Regions from separate parts of the Mus musculus genome. Here region 2 is linked to region 1. The links are chromatin contacts, called in public Hi-C maps. All regions are on one chromosome and are shown on one strand. Each heading gives the region's core, a stretch centred on a gene start, on an enhancer-like site or on the middle of the called end of the contact. The rest is flanking DNA. Distances are from core to core; before and after follow the strand shown.

Region 1 (4,345 bases), core at 394-2,893:
GTGTTGATTGTAATAGTACTTTTAAAATTAACTTCTAGAGGGCTGAATCAATGCAATATCTAACCAGTAACAGAAAAGAGAATGGTCTCTACACGCAACCTTGGAAATCTGTCACCAGAATTAAGTTACTTAAAATGTTCTGTCACTGATGAGATGAAGGCAAATGATGCACACTTATCGAGTCTAAGGATGGCACTGAGCTGACAGGCATCAGTAATTAAATAAGCTACCACCAAGAATTTTTTTCTCAATAACCAAAAAAGAAATTCAAATCTAGAAAGCATATCTTTCTTTGAATAAATCAGGACAGGACAACTAACAAAACTCTTAGTATCACTGCTGGGGGAAATACCCAACCCCAAGGATTTTACCTCAAATCAAGGGCAAAGTAAGATAACAGACCAACGTACCTATACTAAAGGAAGTAACATCTCAGAGTAAGAAAACCAAAGGAAGCATACTTAGGTCCTGTGTCCAGAAATTTATGCAAGAAGGCTTGATATACACTGCAAAAACGTAGCTGTCATAAACATCAAGGTCACACTGTTATTTCATGTGGCCACTGGCCACTGCTCTGCGTCTCCTATGGGCAACACTAATAGAAGGCCTCTACTTACTTTGGTCAGGTTATATTTATATATACTATGCTCAAGTATGTGGCTTAGGTGTCAAAGAGAATTTACAAACACTTGAAAATGTGATCGGCAAAGTAACCAAAACAGCAAGGAAGGTAGCATAATAGAAGATTTCTTAGAAAAGGGAGAAGTATCCTGGAGGCTTATTATCACCAGGTGTACTGCTTAGAGGTAAAAAGGTTTCAGTACCGCTTTGATGGCATACTTTGTAGGCCACAATAAGCAATGTAAAGAAAACCCATCTGAACTTCAAAGAAACTGCCTAGCAATCTACATCCGGGCAAGAGAGTGAGTGGTGTAGAGCTAACGGTCCTCGTCTTCAAGCACAAGAAACATCGAAGAGTTCAAGTTAGATGATAAAACCTCTAAGAACCTGATCAATCGTTCGGTTATGTCTGCTCGCGAAGTGAAATGGCATATTTATGCAACTTTTTGGTAAAACTGGCCCATTATGATGCCTTAAAACTTAGGAAATAGAAGTGTACGGGGAAGAAAAGGAAGTCTTCAGAAAGAGAAACAAAGGCGTGGCGGGGTTTTACCACTTCAGCATCTGCTTACCCCATCTCCGCCCCCCACCCTTCCTCCTTCCCAGAGGCCATACCCCGTCTTTGCGGGATCGAAGGCCACCATCTTCGAAAACTCTGGGCTTCCCACGGGACACAGACAGCCAGGTAGACGCCACTTGAGTACACAGGGAGCCAGAGAGAGTGCGCAGGATTAGGACTGTATCCTTCATCCACCTCGAAGCCTCGTCCCCACCGCCACCCGGACACCTGACATCCCCCGAGCGCCCGAGAAGGATGCCAAGCCAGACAGCTGAGAAGATGGCGTCACCTGTCACAGCAGCAGCACTCGCGTCCGCCTGGAACCAGCCTACGTCGCACTCAATTCGTAGATCCCCCCGCGACGAGGCTCCCGAGGCAGACCCAGAGCAGGAAAAAAAACCGGCCGATTCCCGCACTGACACAACCCGGCGACCCGAACTGGCGCGCCCGTACTTCCGGTAACTGCGGAAGTCCCGCCCTCAGAGATGGTCCTTAAAAAAAAAAAAACAGACCGGAAGCTCCGCCCCATGCCCAACGGCTGCGGAAGTTCTTTCCTGGTCTCCTTCGCTCAGTCCCACAGGCTTGTTCCGCGGGATAGTCTCCTGTTTTGGCTTTCGGCTTTGACGCCGGGTCCTGGAGACCTAAACTATGGCCTAGCAGCGCGCTGAGCCAAGACCCAGCGAGTGACTGCAGAACGAGTATGGCGTCCCCTGGTGGCGCAAGTAGGCTCAGCGCTTTCCCTGTTAGGAGCTTTCCCAAGGTGCTTACAGGCACTGCTAGACCCCAAATTCTGCACCACACACTAACGGTACACGCGATCCTTGCACGAATTGCTCCCCGAGACCCTGTAGCGTCGGTAACAGGGAGAAGCACACACAGCCTCCCGGACCGTGGGTACTTACCACTGCAGGGATTCCGGTGAGGGGTCCACGGTCAGGCAGGTTTTAAGTCCATCTGTCCTAAACACTCGCACAGCCCAAAAACTGGTAAGAAAAATAATCTATTAAAATGCAAAGTCGAGTGTACTATTTAACGTAATCGCTTTCAGAATCTCTCAAATCCAACTGCTTTACAGGCTGATCTGCTAGGAATGGCTCCTCAGGCAGGGCTCAGTGGGAGTCTTGCTAGCTGGCTGCAGGAGAGCCTGGTAGAGATAGAACTATTAATATTTCAGCTTATCTGCAGAAGATGACTCACCCAGTTTCCTTCTGAAATATCTGATCACCATTGGCTAAGAGGGGAAAATAGAATCAGCTGTTCACTGCAAAAGGTGGGACTTGAGCCGCTTTTCCCCGTTAATCAGGGTTGGGAAGACCTACATAGCAGAATGGAGCTGTTACATAAACAGCCTTGTCTCTGCGAGCAACTTGAACTAGATGTTTAAAACTCACCTACAGTAAAAGCATGATAGTATTTTCCTTCTATATGGGTCAACATTCTTCCTATAAGATAAAACTGAAGGTTCAGATTCAAGAAGCAGTAATGCAAGATGTTTGCTGGAGAAGAAATAAATTTATCGTATTTGGAGACTCGAATAACCAAAACATTCTGTACAAGAAATTGTGGGTTACTTGTGTATCAAGTATAATATTCAGGGGGCTGGAGAGATAGCTCAATGGTTAAGAGCTCTGACTGCTCTTAAACTGAGTTCAAACCCCAGCAACCACATGGTGGTTCACAACCATCTGTACAGCTAGAGTGTACTTGTATACATAAAATAAATAAATAAATCTTTTTTTAAAAAAAATATAGTATACAAAGCTTATCACTAGTAACAGTCTATAAATATGAACTGAGAAAAAAAAGATTTGGCTTCTCAGAGAAATCACTGTCAAATTTGGAGGCTGTGATATTTATTTAAGAAAATTTTAACTAGTAACAAAGAATGCATAAGACATTCTGCTGTTAATGATAGCCAGCAGAAAGTACTGTAAAGCATAGTTCCATATCCAAGTAGCATTCCACTAAGTTTGCAACAAAGCAGCCACATTTGGGTGCCACTTAAGATACTTTTAATGGAAGTACATTTTATCTTTGGTATATTTAGAGTTCCACCAAAAAAAAAAAAAAAACAAAGCGTGGTGGTTTTAATAAAATGGCCCCCATAGGCCTAGAGGGAGTGGCATTATTAGGAGATGTTGCCTTGCTGGAGTAGGTGGGATGTTGCTGGAGGAAGTGTGTGCCTGAGAGCAGTCTTTAAGGTCTCAGAAGGTCAAGTCTGGCAAGTGAGTCTCAGTCTCCTACTGCTTTCAGATCAAGAAGTAGAACTCTCAGCTCCTCCTGCAGTACCATGTCTGCCTGCATGCTGCCCTTCTTCCTACCAAGACAAGAATGGACTGAACCTCAGAGCTGTAACCAGCTCCAGTTAGATGTCTTTTGTAAGAATTGCTGTGGTCTTGGCGTCTCTTCACAGCAAGGAAACCCTAAGAGGTAGCTGTCTGTTAAGAGCACTGAGTATTCATGCAGAAGACCCAGTTTCAGTTCCCAGCACCCACAGGTTACAATTGACTGTTGTTGAGGTTCAGAAATTGCATCACAAACCATACGAACACAGATCTCAGGTAAGCAAAAATGGTTTGTAGAACACACACTCCAAGACTGATCAATCAGGACCACAAAAAGGATTCGGGAACCTAATTTTGTGGTACCAGTCTGTTTTTAGGGCAGGCTTTTTATAGGAAAAAACAGATTCAAAGGTTTAGAAGGTAAGGGGGTTGTGGGGGAGTAGCACAAAATGTTGCCTAACTAGACAAAAGTAGTAGCTGCTAACTTTAAGCTGATTGGTCCTGAGTAAGGTAAGAGGGGTGGCAGGTAGTAAAAGGGAATTTCAGAGCACTGAGATAACAGAGCATAAGTACTATAATCATAACTTCTTGGCTTATTAGTAGCATTCTTCAGTGTCAGCTATGGATAATCACTTCTGGAAAGTGGAGTCTGAGAACTGAACTTAATTTCAACTTATGAGCAAAATGGAGACTGAATACAAAATTGCTGCAGTGATGTTAAAAGGAGCAGGCTTCAACATCTGTAATTTCAGTTCTGTGGGCTCCGATGCCTTCTTCTGATCCCCTCAGGTATAAAGCACACATATGGTGTACATGTATGTAAAATATTCATACATATAAAGTTTTAAAAGTTTAAAGAAAAAAATTAGCAGGGCAGTGA
Region 2 (4,128 bases), core at 31-2,530, 5.7 Mb after region 1:
AAATACTTCAACTGGAATGCTTTCTTATTGCAAGCTACCAAAGCAGCCAGGCTACTCTACTAAGCATTTCCTCCGTATATAATCCGGGACACTGCAGTTCAGTAATAAGTAGTGTACAAGTAATCTAATCCCGAGACTCCCTACATTCACTCACATCACTGAGATGACTACAATGGTCATCTGTACCACACTATCCTGATCCAGTTAGGTCCTTTTTCTTTAAACCTGGTAGGTTCCTAAAGCCATTAAATTTTTCCTTAATATTTAATCTTAACCTGTGTTCTAAGAAAAGATTTATTATTTATGAGATTATCAAGTGTTTCACCTTTGTTTTTCTAAATTGCTTAGATCACTTCTTTACCCTTTCTTATGTTCTTCAGACTTGCGAACGTTCGTTCAATTCTTAGGACTTCTTACCACTACATAAACTGTCCAAGCACAGGCCTATTAGACAACGAATGGACTGAAATGATTATCTCAGGTAGAACATGGAGACAATTATTTATTATGCTGCGCTTGAGATATAATAAAATATATCTCTGTTCAGACTGGGCATTATCACTTTTGCGATACACTGTAAATAATACAGCAATCTCAAATTTAACGCCCAAGATACCAGGAGCTCGAAGCTAGCCTGGGCTACACAGTGAGTTCTAGACCACCCTGGCTACGGTGACAGTTTCAATAAATAAATAAATAAATAAATAAATACGAAGCTAGCCTGGGCTATACAGTGAGTTCTAGACCACCCTGGCTACGGTGACAGTTTCAATAAATAAATAAATAAATAAATAAATAAATAAATAAATAAATAAATAACCAATAAACAAACAAACAAATAAAATAACGAACCAATCAACCAACCAAAAACCACGCTACAACCCGGAAGCCCTCACCAACCCTCTTTCCACGAACTCTCTCCTTACGGACCCCACGGAGGACTGACAAAGCGACTCCAGCTCTGCTGCAGTTGCCGTTGTAGCAGCTCCCAGCACCTCTGGAGCGGTCCGGGACGCACCGGCCATGGTAGTGAAAGCAGCAGCAACGAAGGAGCCATGATCTTCTCAAGACAGAGCGGGACGCGGGCTGAGCGCATGCGTTAAGTCCGCCCACTTCCCCGCCTCCTCGCTCAGAGCATGCGCAGGCCCCTCTTGCGCATGCGCAAGGGTCAAAGACCGCTGTGATCCAAAAACTCCAACTCCCAGCTACCCCTAGGTGACTCTCCTCCAATCAGAGCAAAGAAGAAAAAAAAAATTAAAGGAAGCATACTTACTGCGCATGTGCGTGGCTGTGTTCCGACTTTCCGGGTAAAGATGGCAGAGCGCGGTTACAGCTTCTCGCTGACTACATTCAGGTATTCGGGGGACCCGCAGGTTCCATGCGTCGCAGATCACAGGAGCGCCCCAGACATGGTCCCGTGTGTCGGACCTGGCTGGTGTTTGCGTAGGAGTGCACGGTGACGGAGCTGGACTCGTAGCTTTGCAGAGTCATGTTCCGTGCCAGGCCTGGGCCCTGGCTGAGGCCGGCCGTGTTGCGGGCCGAGGGACGGGAGGCCCCAAGCCAAGCACTAAGCACTGGCTCTCCTTCTAGACTAGGAGAAGGGTGCTTTGAGATAGTCTGTTTTCAGCTGCTCTCTTCAGGTCCAGGATTTCTTTACTGGCCCGGCTAGGCCTGAGCGAGAGCTTTGTAAACCCAGACTCCTTATGGGACGTGTGAGACGTCCTTTTTCTTTTGGGAGATCCTTATTTGCTGTTAAATCTTAGTTTTAGTCTCTGTTTAGCAGCGATGTGCTTTGAAGCTCACACTGCTTTCGGTTTCGCCTGTGCTCCTGTAGAAGCTTAAGAAGTATAAAATGAAGGCGCTGATTTCCTGTCAAGTTTTTGTGGCACATGCAAACTGATAACCTCTGTATTTTGCTTGATCCACTAACAAATTGCTTTAAAACGATTTTAGACCCTTATGTTTTGGGAGAAAGAATTAAAGAGTTATATATATTTTCTCAAAGTGCAGTTAAGGGGAACTATTGTTCCCTGTTTAAGAAAAAACCATCATGGATGAACTTAGACAAAGGACTGTGTTTTGACCATTTTCTTTCTTTTTTTTTTTTTTTCTTTCCATTTTTTTATTAGGTATTTAGCTCATTCACACTTCCAATGCTATACCAAAAGTCCCCCATACCCACCCACCCCCACTCCCCTACCCGCCCACTCCCCCTCCTTGGCCCTGGCGTTCCCCTGTTCTGGGGCATATAAAGTTTGTGTGTCCAATGGGCCTCTCTTTCCAGTGATGGCCGACTAGGCCATCTTTTGATACATATGCAGCTAGAGTCAAGAGCTCCGGGGTACTGGTTAGTTCATAATGTTGTTCCACCTATAGGGTTGCAGATCCCTTTAGCTCCTTGGCTACTTTCTCTAGCTCCTCCATTGGGAGCCCTGTGATCCATCCATTAGCTGACTGTGAGCATCCACTTCTGTGTTTGCTAGGCCCTGGCATAGTCTCACAAGAGACAGCTACATCTGGGTCCTTTCGATAAAATCTTGCTAGTGTATGCAATGGTGTCAGCGTTTGGATGCTGATTATGGGGTGGATCCCTGGATAAGGCAGTCTCTACATGGTCCATCCTTTCATCTCAGCTCCAAACTTTCTCTCTGTAACTCCTTCCAAGGGTGTTTTGTTCCCACTTCTAAGGAGGGGCATAGTGTCCACACTTCAGTCTTCATTTTTCTTGAGTTTCATGTGTTTAGCAAATTGTATCTTATATCTTGGGTATCCTAGGTTTTGGGCTAATATCCACTTATCAGTGAGTACATATTGTGTGAGTTCCTTTGTGAATGTGTTACCTCACTCAGGATGATGCCCTCCAGTTGACCATTTTCTTAAGGACTGACAGCTGAAGGCAGCCAGGATCTACTTGTTGAATATAACAGTAACTAGTAGTGGTTTTTCCATTACCACCTATGTATAATGAGTTATAGATGAACCTGGACAATTGAACTTTTTCAAGGTTGTCCACAAATAGGTAAATCAGGACTCAAACCTTGTTGGTTTTGAAAACAATTAATAGACTTTTTGTTACAATATATTATCTTTTGAGAATTGCCCTTTACAGTTTCACATAAGAAGTGAGTTAATGTTATTATTTTGAAATCTTTAAATGAATTCCATTAAATTCCTTAGCAAATGATTTCATTATATAATTGACAGAGACTAAATTTTGCATGGTAGTCGCTTATATTTGTAAACAAAACAAATACGGTCGGTCCTAAGTGGTTTCATTATAGCTGAGACAAATGGACATAGATCGTGAGGGACTGAGTTTTTAAGTTATTAGTTATTTAATTTCTTTTTGTGTCAGAATTATTGGTGACCCAGGCTGGCTTCAAATGGCCAGTAACTAAGGATGCCTTTCAGCTTATCCTTCTGCCCCCACTTGCTCTGTGACGGGATTTTAGTAATGCACGCCCATACCTTATTTATGCTGTGTCATGCATTCTAGACAAGCACTCTGCCATAGGAGCTACATCCTCAGTCCTTGAGTCTTTTATATAACAAACATCTCAATGTTTTCACAAACAGATTTCTTTATTATAACAGTCCTTTAAAAAAAATGATAAGGTTTAGCTAGCAGCTTACATTTGGTGAAGAATGGTAAATGAAAGAAAGAAATTGGCGTGGACTGGTTTGCGTTCTACCAAACGTGTTCGTGGGGATTTTGTTGAAAGAGGCAGTGGGCTACTGGGACTCATGAGCACAGCAGCTGCCTGAGTTCTCGGTACACTTGCCTGCAGTGGGGAACAGAGGGAGTGGGAATGCTTTGCTAACCAGAGATGGGGAAAACAACAGCAACAGAACACAGGAAGAGAATTTGTGCCCATTCGAGACTTGGACTAACTCCGTAGTCTGGTAAGCTTAGCTTCCAAACACCTTCAGGGTAGATTTCAAAGGCCAGAAGGTTTGATTAGTGAGGCTTGGCCTCTGTTTTCCTTCTGTCAGGTGTCCTGTACTATTTTGAATGTGTGAACAGAGGGAATGTCTCTGTTTCTTTTCCAGCCCATCTGGTAAGCTTGTCCAGATTGAATATGCCTTGGCTGCGGTAGCTGGAGGGGCCCCGTCAGTGGGGATTAAAGG

Evidence for each region. A called contact is a pair of places that touch in the nucleus more often than the background predicts.
Region 2: a Hi-C map of CD8 T cells shows a contact between it and region 1, with 5 times the contacts expected there. The contact joins the promoter of Psma2 here to the promoter of Wdr37 in region 1.

What each region holds. Positions count from the first base shown.
Region 1 is chr13:8,869,401-8,873,745 of GRCm38.p6, forward strand. Wdr37 (WD repeat domain 37) reads right to left here and starts at 1,644. Exons shown (of 14, transcript NM_172445.3): 1 at 1,470-1,644.
Region 2 is chr13:14,611,962-14,616,089 of GRCm38.p6, forward strand. It overlaps Psma2 (proteasome subunit alpha 2), which reads left to right and starts at 1,281. Exons shown (of 8, transcript NM_008944.2): 1 at 1,281-1,354; 2 at 4,051-4,127. The coding sequence starts at 1,314. Mrpl32 (mitochondrial ribosomal protein L32) reads right to left here and starts at 1,076. Exons shown (of 3, transcript NM_029271.2): 1 at 931-1,076. The coding sequence starts at 1,057.